2 separate regions of the Gossypium hirsutum genome follow, and region 2 is linked to region 1. The links are chromatin contacts, called in public Hi-C maps. All regions are on one chromosome and are shown on one strand. The core of a region is the stretch at or near the end of the contact, and the rest is flanking DNA. Distances in the headings are between cores, read along the strand shown. Region 1 has its middle 7.4 kb from the start of LOC121215010. Region 2 holds the start of LOC107936334 (ACT domain-containing protein ACR4).

Region 1 (6,076 bases), core at 507-3,006:
TGATCTTTGTTCTTATAACATAATACCTCCATTAATATATCTCTAAGAACTACAAAATCATAAACACTTTGACATTCTGAAAAGAGAAAAATTCCAACCACATCATAATTTACACACTGTTCTGATTTTTTTTAAAATAAAAAAAATACTGAAACTCTATCTATCCACTAGACAAATATTGAAAGTCAAGATACAAGTAAAATAACTAAAACTTAAATTTATGAAAAATACAAATACCTTCTATTTAAATAAGAGTTAGTGTTGAGTCAGGTACAGTTAGGTTAGCTTTTTTTTTTTTTTTATTTTCTGAATTGTTTGTTATAATTTATTTTTTTATCTTTACATTTAACTTTAGGTTTAAAAATTTTAAACTATAATTTGATGAAATGATTTATTTAGTAAAAAAATAAAAAAATATATTTTTAATTATTTTACTACTTTAAATATAATATATTCTAAAAACTAAAAATCAATTTAAATTTAATAAAAATAAAATTAATTTTCTAAATCAAAACCATCCACAGGTTTTTTTACCTAAATAATTCAAAAAATAAAATTAATAACTGAAATGGTATGACTATAAGATTATTTACCAAAATGGTATAATTTTACTGGTGCCGCCTGTCAAATTGGCGGCACCAGACTGAAATGTAATGATTTAAAGTATTCATTGATATGTTATGCAATTTTCCATTTAGAATGGCTGCTGAAAAAAAGGGAAAGGGTGTGGCGGCACCAAACTTTAAATATGGCTAATTGCCTTATAAGCTCTCCTTATTTATTATTTTCTTTTTATTCCCTTTCAACTCACTATATTGTGTTTAAACAAGCCCTTAACCTATTTTTGTAGTTAAATAAGCCCTTATCTTATGGTTTTTACTCATAAAAGCCCTTTATTTTAATATTAAAGTAAATATATATATTTTGAATTTCAAGCTCTTACCTTAATTATTTGTTGATGCAATAAAAATTATATACACTTTAACATCAACATAAAATCTAAAAAAAGTAATCAAAAATTTCAAAAGAGTAGTTAAGAATATCATGTATATAAGCACTCTCAAGAAATTTAAAAATTTTAATTTTTTATTTAATAAATTATTCTCATCAAATTCAGATCAATATAAAATGTGAATTAGTTTATATTTTTTTAAATAGCTTTACTTTGGGTAAAATATATTTACTTTAATATTAAAATAAAGGGCTTTTATGAGTAAAAATCATAAGTTAATGGCTTATTTAACTTCAAAAATAAGTTAAGGGCTTGTTTAAACACAATATAGTGAGTTGAAGGAAAATAAAAAAATAATAAATAAGAAAGACTTACAAGATAATTATCCATATTTAAAGTTTAAGTGCACTCGCAATGTCAGCGGTATCTTTTTCCTTTTTTTAGCACCCATTCTAAATAGAAAAATTACATAACAGATCTTTGAATACTTTAGATCATTACATTTCAATTCGATGCCGCCTGTCAACAATAAAATTATACTATTTTGGTAAATAATCTTATGGGCATATAATTTCAGTCATTAATTTTATTTTTTATATTGTTTAGATAAAAGAGGCCCATCCACAACATCCCCGACTTAACTTCTGGATCCTTTTCCATTTGAGTTTGTAAATAATTTAAACCCAGATCAAAATTTTAGGGAATAGAAAGGCAAGTTTCAATGTGTTGTGATCTTATCCATGGACATTGTCTGTCTGGTGGGCGCAGTGCATTGTTACAACACAATGCACAACTTTGTTACAGAGTTAGATGTCAGCACTGCCACAATACGCCCACTTTTTCTTTTCATCTTTTCTCCCGGTTGGGCACGTTTAAGCTCATACAAGTGCCAAAGCAGGGGTCTTGTCTTATCCAATTAATTCAAGTATTAGTTATAAGCATAGGCATAACGGTTTTTTCACTTTAATAATAGGAACGGGCCGGAAAATAAATTATTTAGAATGGTTCACGGGATATGAATATAAAAATAAATAATTTAATAATAAAATAAAAATATTATAATTTTCAAAAGGGGTGTCGTCATATAAGGGAGTCGCATCCCCTTTTCACATGCCATTTTACTTCTTTATTAAATTTTTTTAAAAGTTTTATGTTTATATTTTTTAGTTTTTATTATTTTATTTTATTTAATGAAAAAAGTTAAATTTTTTTAATTCCTAAATTTATAATTTTTAAATATTTTATAATCATAAAATTTTGAATATTTAAAATATTTAACAAGCTGATAAGTTTTTTTTCTAAAATTGATTAAAAACATTAGGGTAAACTACCTAAATAGTCACTCAAGTTTTTTAACAACTTTCTGTTTTCGTTATCGAATTTTTTAATATTTATAAAAAATGATTGAGTTGTTTTATTTTTTAATTTATATTCTTAATTTCTAAATATTTAGAATAATGTACGAGTTGATAATGTGTAAACGTTGAGAGTGAAATGTATTGAATTTTTTTTAGAAATAGAATATGTAAAAATATTAAGGGCTAAATTTGTTATTATACCAATAAAAAGAAGGTGACATCGGTATTTTGTTTTGTGACCAAATACATTTTAACATTAGAGTAACTAGAATTGGAAATTTACCTAAGAGTGGAGAAATTAACAAAAAAAAAAAATTCAGTGACTAAAGTAAGAACTCACTAAAAAACTTGAGTGATTATTTAGGTACTTTACCCTAATGTTTTTATTTCAATTTTACTAAAATTTTATCGGTTTGTTCATTATTTTAAAATTTCAAAATTTATAACTATAAATGCCAAAAAATGTATAAAATTAAGAAATTAAAAAAAATTATCCTTTTTTATTAAATAAAATAGAATTATAAAATACAAACATATAAATAAAAACATATAAAATTTGTTTAAAAATATAAAATATAAAAAGTAAAATAACGTGTGAAAAAGGAGCGTTGTTCCCTTGTTTGGCGACACCTCTTCTGAAAATTAAAATTGTATTTATTTGTATTTTATTTATTTTTATTAAAATATTATATATTATGGGTAGTATCGCCTGACACATTGACAATGCTGCCTTATTGTTCAAACGATCTATTCTCATAAATAATTTACTTTTCACTTCATTTCCATAATTATTTATTTTTCATATTATTAATTAAAAAAACCATAAACATTTGCTTAAAATTAATTCACAATTTTTTTTAAAATTATTCAAGTATTATTATTTAAATTTGAATTAAATATTATTATTAGTAGAATATTCAAATTTGTAGAAAACTCAAATTTAACATTTTCCAATCACATCTTGGAAATCCAAATCTAAATATTAAAATTAAAATTTTAAAAATAATATTTAATCAAACAAAAGAATTGAATTTTAAGTAAAATTTATTCGTAACAATAAATAAATGCAAAATAAATTACCAGAATTAGTTAAATAACAATTCAAACAAATTAAACATAACAATTTCACAACAATTTAAATTTACCTAACAACTTAAAAAATAAGAATTCTAAACCAATTGTAATTGTCAGTTCCATGTTTAGGGTTTTAGTTTACATATTATTGTATAAAAATGTACATTATAATATCATACTTATATATAAAGTTACATTTCATTAATAATCTACCCTAATTAGAAATAACACCTCTTTAACATAAGTGAAGATTTTTCCTTCTCTTTGCTAAAAATAAGTTTGGGACTGGCTAAACATTACCGACTAAATTAATTTATTACTAACTCATATACTAAAACATGTGTAAAAAATGATACTCATTACCAATCGTGGCATTAGGGTTTAAACTTACATATAAGTAATATAAAAATATGCATTATAACAACCAAGTTGTATATAGTTTTAATAATCATTAATAATCTAACTTAATTATATAATGCTAATTGTATATATTGTAATCTACTATAAAATTAGCTGGACATTTAATGTTTAGGTTACATATTTTTAATATAAGAATACCCATTATAATACCATAATTGTATAATAATTACTATACATTCATAATTGACTTATCTATAACAATTAGGGGTGAGTGTTCGATCGAATCAAGTGAAAAAATTTTGAGTTAATCGAGTTGACGAGTCCTATTTTATCATCTTAACTCAATTTGAAATTTTTTCAAACCAAGTCGATTAAAATGAAATTCAAATCGAGTAAAATGAGTTGTGTAAGCATCAAATTCTTCTTCACTAGGTTATATGAAATCTTAAAGCCTACAAAATCCTTGGACAAGCTTTTGAACACCATCTCTATTTGTGTGTTGTGTTCTAGATTGACCTCATTATTTGTAGCCTCGCCAAAGTATCCCATAAGAGTAATTATATGGTCTTTGACTGGGGTGTCGGGCTTTTGTTGGACATTTATCAAATTAGTTATAGTCGAATGTCAAGACAAGGCAACTTGGCCTCTAAACATGTCCTTTAGTTTATCTAGAGTCACTTTGGTAGTCTTACAGCTCTCCAATTGCTTATAAAGGGTGTTGGTCACGCTTGCCAGCATATAGCAACGAGCTAACTCATCAAACACCTCCTGGTGTTTTCTAGCCTCAACTTTAGTGGGTGGAGGGCATTTATTATCAAGGTCTATTTTTAGTTTCTCATAGCTTAGGACAATCATCAAGTTCCTTTTCCATTCCTTATAGTTATTTCCGTTCAGTTTGTTCTTAGTGACTATTTAATAAAGGAGTAGGTATCATTTTGGAACTGGAAATAAAATGTTCATTCATTAATATCTTTGTATTAAGAAAATATTTTGAAAACATTTTGCAACTTACGATATGCATTAAGTTATGCATGCGTCTTACATTAAACCTTGAAAACATTTGTAAGCCATTGCAATGATAATTCCTACACCTATTGAATCAACTAACCGTGGGGTAATCTTAATCACTAGTAAGAATATGGATTTCCATCCAATTAGTATATAAACCTAATTCTTTAAACATTCGTAGTAATTGTTTAACATTTGGCCATCATTTTAACTTAAATAGAGCTTCATGGGAAGTTACTTAACTAGAAGATCTTAAGAGTATAACCATCAACTCAACACTTATCACATAATGTGTCACAAATTAGTTATTGTGGGACAATCTCATTAAGTGACATGCTGTGACTAGTTGTCTTATTTGAAGAAAACTTCTTGTTATATCGCATTATAATACCTACAACGTGCTCGGCCAACTAGCATACAATTACAAGATAATTCTTCTTACTTTCAAGAAATTTCCTCAGTGAGATCCGCATGGCAATCCTACCGTGGGGTAATTAAATTGTTATGTCATTACAAAAGGTTTTTAATATTCTCCCACTCAGTCTTTTAAAAACATGTAAGGTTTTTAATATTCAATTTCAATCATGAATGATTAATAAATGCATGACAAGTACATAGGGCATTCTTTCCCTAAACTATATGGCATGGTTATCATACATATGTTTGAGAATACACTAACAATCAAATAAATATCATTAGGCTATCATAAATAAAAGCATAAAATTTAAATGACTCTAATCAATCAAAGTTTCCATGATTCCATATTAGAAAAACAATAAGAATTACAAAAGTCATCCCAAAACATACTTTGGGTCTTCTATTTTGCCACCACGGACTTTCACTGTGTATCGGTTCATGTCGCTGTCATCGTCGTTTTGTCGCCGCTACCATCTGCCATCACTAGCCCCCTATTGTCGATCACCACTAGCAGCCTCCGTTGCCTGACCACTGTCGGTCTTTTGTCAATTTCGTTAGGTCAGGTTTGTGTCGTCTCGAAGAGCTTAGATACGTTTTAGTTCTACGGGTTCCACTAGAAATATTGGTTACATAAGTCTTATGTCCTCTTCCGTCTCACATAAATTATGCTAAAATAATAAAAAAATAAATCTTGTGTAGAGATGATAGTCCACAATCTAATTACATACCTGGAAATTAATAATAATTGCACTTTGGAAAAATTATTTTATCACATAAATAATAAAATAATAACATACATTCATTCAGATACATATCCCTAAACATGCTAATAATTAAAAGAATGTCACATCTTATAAAAAATCAATCACACATGAAGAAGAGAAAAAAAATTCAATATCAGTTTATA
Region 2 (6,766 bases), core at 449-2,948, 290 kb before region 1:
CCATCTCTTGAGCCTTTGCAAATTAACCTCCTTGACTATCTCTTAGGGGTAGATGCCTCAATATTATGCTATTTACTTTTGAAGGCAGAGGCTGATGAAAACATTTGATGCTAATTTTTTTTGTATATCCTTATATCCTTTGTTCAAATATTGCCTACTTATTATTCTCAGCATACATGCATACATACATACAGATTTCTGACACACTGAACCAACGCATACGCTCACACAATGTGCATTGTGATGGAAGAATGTTTACTCTTCTTTTACAGCTAGCAGATTTGACTGGAGAGCTGATGCGGTTAGCAATTGGTCGAATATCTGATGGTGAAGTAGAATATTCTGAGAGAATATGCCAGTTTGTACGTGATATTTACAGGGAATTGACTCTTCTTGTCCCACTTATGGATGACGGTTCTGACATGAAGACAAAGATGGATACAATGCTCCAAAGTGTTGTGAAAATAGAGAATGGTAATATTGATGCTGGTTTTCTTGCCCTTAAATACAAAATCTTCTTATAGCATATTATGAAAGATTTCTTCATTAAGCTAATGAATATGCAATGCCAAGAGTTCCACGAGTTTCTTGTTTTTGTATGTGCTATGAATACCTAAAGAGTTTTAAGAGACTTGACAGTAATTCACGCAAAACTTGTACCCACATGATAGTTCTTTTGCTGGATCTCTTATATGGGTTCTTTGTTGCTTGCAGCATGCTTTAGTGTTCGTGTGAGAGGATCAGAGTACATTCCGCTTCTAGGGTCCAGCGATCCAAGTTCTTTCTTAGTGGGAGTATCTGATGGGGAATTATGAAAGTAACTTGTGCTTCTCGTAGCTTCTTTTGCCTTGTATTGTTTTAATCACCATATATACAGGATACCATTAGCTTCATTTACTTTCATTCCTGCAGTTGTTGACCGGAGGAGATGTTTCCTGCTCAAGATTCAAAGGTTTGGGAGTAGTTGAGGAAATGTTTGCACCAATATTGAAAGATCTTTGAGGCATTTTTGGACTGCACTTTGTTAAAGTTGATGTAACTAACTTGCATGCTAGACTCTTCAAATTCTTCATGGGATTAAAAATCATCTATCGTCTCTTTGAGATCTTTCATATGGCCATTGGCTATTTGCTCATTTAGTTGATGGGAAGTTGACAATGAAGCTGAGAAATAGAAAACTTTTGAAATATGTGTTGACAGAATAAGCAATTTAGGAATCTGATACATCCATTCTTTTCTGTGTGAGAACATGTTTGCTTTATAAATACAAAACTAGGCTTCTTTAGTTGGTGGGCTTTTTGTACACTCAGCTCAGCTCTACGAACATCGGGTTGAGCATGTCTTTAACCATATTAGCAGTCTATTTGGAAAAAAGGCCTGGAAACAAAGCGACAGGCCTCAGAGACTTCAAATTGGGGCTCTTCCAATTACATAAATCTTGCAAATACTAATTTGTAGAATTAGTTTGTCATTTAGATTTTTATTTTATTTTATCAATTCAACTGTAAAACGGTGAGTAACATGATCAAAGGTGAAAATCCATTAACGGAGTATTTATGTTCTATGTGTAAGTATTTGAGTCGCTTATAAAAGAAATAAGATGAAGATACTAGAAAGCATATAAAACAATCCAGATCTAATTTAGAGCTAAAACCTTAAAAAACCAAGGAAAGATACTGACAGCTAATTAGAAACAACCGCAGTTTTATCCACACACCTTGGAAGATCAACCGCCTCTTAAATCTCAACCTCCTTAATTTAAACACGTGGCTTAATTATTTAATTACTCCCTAAATATATAAAAAAGAACCAAGTGCATCTTAGCACTCCCTCCTATCCCATCCCATCCCATCCCTGGTTCTTTTAAAATACGCAGCATTGCTAAATTACGCCCTTCTCTATCAAAGGCAGCAACTTTTAGAAAAGAAACAAAGAAAGAGCGAGTCTTGCTTTTAGAGCTCGCAGGTTTTTCGAGTATCGTGTCGTTGTGTATCTGATTCTCATGATTCATGAATTATTATTATTTTTGTAATTTTTTTAATGTTTTGTTACCTTAATGAGAGTGGGGAATTCAGGGGAGGGGGCTCTAAAGATTCCTTTTTATTTTTTTAAAAGTATGTAAATAAAGTTGTGCATTCTACATTTGTGATTCTCTGATCATTCATATAATTGCAAAGACAGAGTAAACAAATACCCTTTTTTCTTGTTGAAGGGAGAATTAAAAAAGCAAGAGAGGAACATTGGTTAATCCAAGATCTCAAATTTCTCAAAAGAAACTATAATGGGTAAGCCCCTTTTGATCTATCTCCTCTGTCTTATTCCTTTTTATTCTCTCTTCCACACTGTGGGTTTTGTTGACATTGAGAATTTTCAGTGTTTTTAGAGCTAGAATCTTATGCTGTGCTCTTTGTGCTTGATTTTCTTCTACTTCTTTTCCCTTCTTTTTCAAGTTTCTCAATGTTTTTTTTTTGTGGTGGAGATTGGGAATACTTGTACCTTCTTTCTCTCTCACCCCTCCTCTTTTTCTTCATTTTCAACAAATCCTTTATTTTTGACTTGCCCAAAGTAAGTCCTTTTAAGGTTTTGCATTTTTTTTACCCCTTTTTCTTTCTGATTTCTCATTGGTGCTCTTATTTCCAAGTACTACCCTTAGTTTCTTTCATTGGCTGATTTTTGTTTTCTCGTTTCTAGAGATGAACATGAGCTTTTCACATGACATGGGTGATGAATATGAAAAATTCATTAGAAGAATGAATCCGCCCAGGTAAGCTAAAAATTCATCTTCTTTATCTGTACTTCGATCAAGAGTTTTGAGAAACATCAAGTGATATTTACTTATCTTTCTTGTCAGGGTTGTGATTGATAATGAAGCTTGCAAGAATGCAACTGTGATAAGGGTATGGCTGTCTGATTTTGTGTTGCTCTTTTTTTCTTTTTTAAACGGTACCTTTTGATACTTATCCCATATCATAATGCAGGTTGACTGTGCAAACGAACATGGAATCCTTCTTGAAGTTGTACAAATCCTGACTGATCTTAACCTTATCATTAATAAAGCCTACATATCTGCTGATGGCAATTGGTTCATGGATGGTAACATATCTCGTCTTCTTACTTTTGGACTTGTCTAGTAAATTGATTCTCATTTTTTGCTTTTGGTTTTTGCAATACCAGTTTTTAATGTTACTGATCAAGATGGAAACAAAATCACAGATGAAGGTATTCTAGATTATATTACAAAGGTAAGCACTTCAAATTTGTAATTGATTTTCGTGCTTTTTTTTTTATAATGCCTATCTGATTGTTTGTGCGTTTTTTCTTCAGTCTCTGGGGCCAGAATCTTGCTTCACATCTGCAATGAGATCTGTTGGGGTGAAGCAAACAATGGACCACACTGAAATTGAGTTAACAGGGAGTGACAGACCAGGGTTGCTATCTGAATTAAGCGCGGTCCTTAAGCATCTTAAATGCAATGTAGTGAATGCCGAAGTATGGACACATAACACCCGTGCTGCAGCTGTGATACAAGTGACCGATGAGGAAACAGGAACATCAATTACCAACCTAGAAAGGCTATCTAGGATAAAGGAACTTCTTTGCAATGTACTTAAGGGAAGCAACAAATCTAGTTTAGCCAAAACCATAGTTTCTCATTCGGTCACACATACTGATAGAAGGCTTCACCAAATGATGTTTGCGGACAGGGATTATGAACAGACCGGTGATGATGTTTTGGAGGACAGGCAAAGGCCGAATGTGGATGTTGTGAATTGGTATGACAAGGACTATTCAGTGGTTACCATTAGGTGTAAAGATAGACCAAAACTTCTCTTTGATACGGTTTGCACCTTGACCGATATGGGGTATGTAGTGTTTCATGCAAAAATTGATACCGAGGGGCCACAGTCTTATCAGGTAGTGCGCTTTCTTCTTTCTTTACATGGTCGCTTTCATGAGTCTGAGATTTTGTATGATTTCATGCGGTTATAATTACTTGTGCGTTACATCTTGTGTTTGTAGGAATATTACATTCGTCATGTAGATGGATCTCCTGTTAAATCAGATGCAGAGAGACAAAGAGTAACTCAGTGTCTTGAAGCGGCAATTAAGAGAAGGGTATCTGAGGTGGGTGCATTCTTCATATTATATATGTACACACACAAGCTGGGAGTATGTTCTTGGCTTTGTTTCAGACAATCACATTATTTTACCTAAACTATGCATTTCATAACATCATATTACCTGCATGGATTGCTGATAATATTTTGTTGCTGTTCTATTGCTGCTTTGAAGGGCTCCTTTCATTAATAATGTTATTAACTCTTCTTCCAGGGCTTGAAGCTAGAACTTTGCACAACAGACAGAGTTGGATTGCTATCTGATGTCACTCGCATATTCAGGGAGAATAGCCTCACTGTCAGCCGAGCAGAAGTGACAACCAAAGATGGCAAAGCTGTTAACACATTCTATGTTCGGGATGCATCGGGGTATCCTGTCGATGCCAAGACCATAGAATTCATCCGGCAAGTGATCGGGCAGACCATACTAAAAGTTAAAGGCAGCCCTGAAGACGTAAAATCAGTTTCTCAGGAATCTCCAACTAGGTTCCTATTTGGTGGTCTCTTCAAGTCAAGATCTTTTGTAAATTTCAGCTTGGTCAGGTCTTATTCCTAATGAGTATAATAATATTTTATCTTCATCATTCCACATGTAAATCAAAGCCCATTTAGCTTAGATTCTACGGTAGATCTTTGTTCAATTTAGCTGTTGCAGTCTAGGAACCATTTTTATCTGTTCTGGTTAATGAAAGCCATAGATAGAAATCAAAGGGCCTGTAAATTTCCCAACTCACCCCCTCTTTTAGCCTTTATTTAAAGTGTATTACCCAACCTAAAGTTGGATCCACCAATGCAGGAAATGTCAAAATGAGTTGTGACCTTTATACATAAATTTCTTTTCATTGTTTTAACCCTTTAGATCTTTTTGTTTTCACTGTATTGATGACAAGTCGAGTTTACATTTTCACTATAATATTGGATCTTTGATTTGACCTATAGCTTCTCAGTCTCAGCTGTAAAGACTATGAAACGTACAACTGTTTGAAGAAAAATAAAGCCCCATTGAAATTCGCAATGGGAGTTTTTGCTTTCAAGAAAAAAAATTGTGGGTGACAACCTGCCATCAAACATGCAAATGAGGAAGGCGGCTTTGTGTTTTATTTTGGTCTCTTTCTATAATTTTTTCTTCAATTTCCAACTTGTACCAAGATTTGTTAGGTGAAAAATCATTGATTAATTAGTTGATTAAGGATGATATGTCAATATTTATAATAATGATTTTATTTTATTTTTAAAATGGTCCACCCAAATCCTTGCGAAAGTGAATTTGATCATATTCAGTTTGACAGAATGTTGAGGAAAATGAAAGTAGCATAGCAAAACTCTTGCGACTCCACGATTGCACCAGGGTGCCGCCATGTGGTGCCTCGGATTCTTTCTCAACATCATAACTTTAGATACCATATGAAACAAAGTAATCAAATATCAGTATGAAATCTGATGTGAAAACAGTGACTTGACGTCAATATAGGATGAATTATTACATGAATATAAATCCCCAAGAAGTTGCCACGTAATTGGCATCAACAAAAGCTAAATTGGTAAGGTTTGCATGATTGCCTTTTTGAAATCTCTTTAGTCATTTAACACTTTCAGCAGTCCAATTTCATCATGGCTTGCGTAACATTGTTACATATCACACTGATTTTCATTGGATGTACATTCACTTCAAAATTTTAAAAGAAGAAATAAACATTTTTTTTTCTGATGTAAAAGTTGAAAGAGTAGAAACATGAAAGCATGCTTTCCCCTTCCACCTTAAAATAATAAAAAACCAACATGTTCTATGTTTTTTTTTTCTTCTCTTTTTTGAACTTGCTTTGCTATTTTTCTTTTATTTGGTAAAGAACAGGCACAAGAATCAGTGGTCTTCTCTGACAGGAAACAGTCTGCAACTGCAAGCTAAGTATATACATACATAGGTACGTACGTACATACATACAAAGAATTAGCAGCATTCATGCATCTTGAAAGAAACAGAACAAGGGGAAAAGATTAAATAGATGAGCTTAGAACTGATGCCTCAGACCAGTTAACACTAACATGGAGTGCTGGTCTTAAATAACTTTTATGATTTCGGATTGTTTTATTTATCACAGTTGACCGTGTTGACATTCATCACAGAAAACCTGGGTTAGAAGGTCTTGGACCAGAGGAGGAAAATAAATCTAAAAAAAAAAGAACATTGGGAAATTAATTATTTAATTAAACTGTTGATGTATCATGTGCTTCTGAGGATCTTGTCACCAAATGTGTGCATTGATTCCTCCCTCACATGTAGGCAAATGGAAGTACTTAATTAAGCAATATATCAGAAACCCATCTCTCCACATGTATGACTGACCGACTGGGATCTAAGCTTAAGCATATACCAAATAATTTATTCATTGCAAAGTTAAATTATAGGGTTAATTCAAGAGATGTTGCACGTTGCAACACTCCTATGATGTGCCATTTCATGCTTGCGAATCACACAGCATGGATATGCATACTGTATTCTGAAGCAAGCAAGCTAAGCATATGCTAATTAAAGAGTTACAGTATCTTAGATCTATAAAATACGGATATATAAAAAAAAATGCGTGTCTTAAATGCTTAAGATCCATTAAGGAAGGGAAGGATATGATAGAGATGAACCGATAGAGGAG

The links. A called contact is a pair of places that touch in the nucleus more often than the background predicts.
Region 2: a Hi-C map of leaf shows a contact between it and region 1, with 4 times the contacts expected there. The contact joins the promoter of LOC107936334 here to the enhancer-like site in region 1. A contact is called at or near these places in 2 of 34 Hi-C or Micro-C datasets (both in leaf).

Annotation. Positions count from the first base shown.
Region 1 is chrD02:47,154,316-47,160,391 of Gossypium_hirsutum_v2.1, reverse strand. No RefSeq gene overlaps it. Among protein-coding and RNA genes, the nearest start is that of LOC121215010, 7.4 kb to the left of the region's middle. Within about 2 kb of position 1,756, at least 2 of the 9 cell types and tissues checked have an H3K27ac peak or open chromatin away from gene starts, as enhancers often do. A contact at or near this core is called in leaf, where this site is marked.
Region 2 is chrD02:47,442,423-47,449,188 of Gossypium_hirsutum_v2.1, reverse strand. LOC107936334 (ACT domain-containing protein ACR4) reads left to right here and starts at 1,698. Exons shown (of 9, transcript XM_016869053.2): 1 at 1,698-1,965; 2 at 2,213-2,285; 3 at 2,692-2,764; 4 at 2,852-2,897; 5 at 2,979-3,093; 6 at 3,175-3,242; 7 at 3,325-3,915; 8 at 4,021-4,125; 9 at 4,333-4,969. The coding sequence starts at 2,282. The coding sequence ends at 4,674. LOC107936360 (translin-associated protein X) reads left to right here. Exons shown (of 8, transcript XM_016869080.2): 5 at 1-48; 6 at 273-474; 7 at 715-817; 8 at 913-1,285. The coding sequence ends at 815. LOC107939955 reads left to right here and starts at 5,789. Exons shown (of 2, transcript XM_041088607.1): 1 at 5,789-6,040; 2 at 6,719-6,766.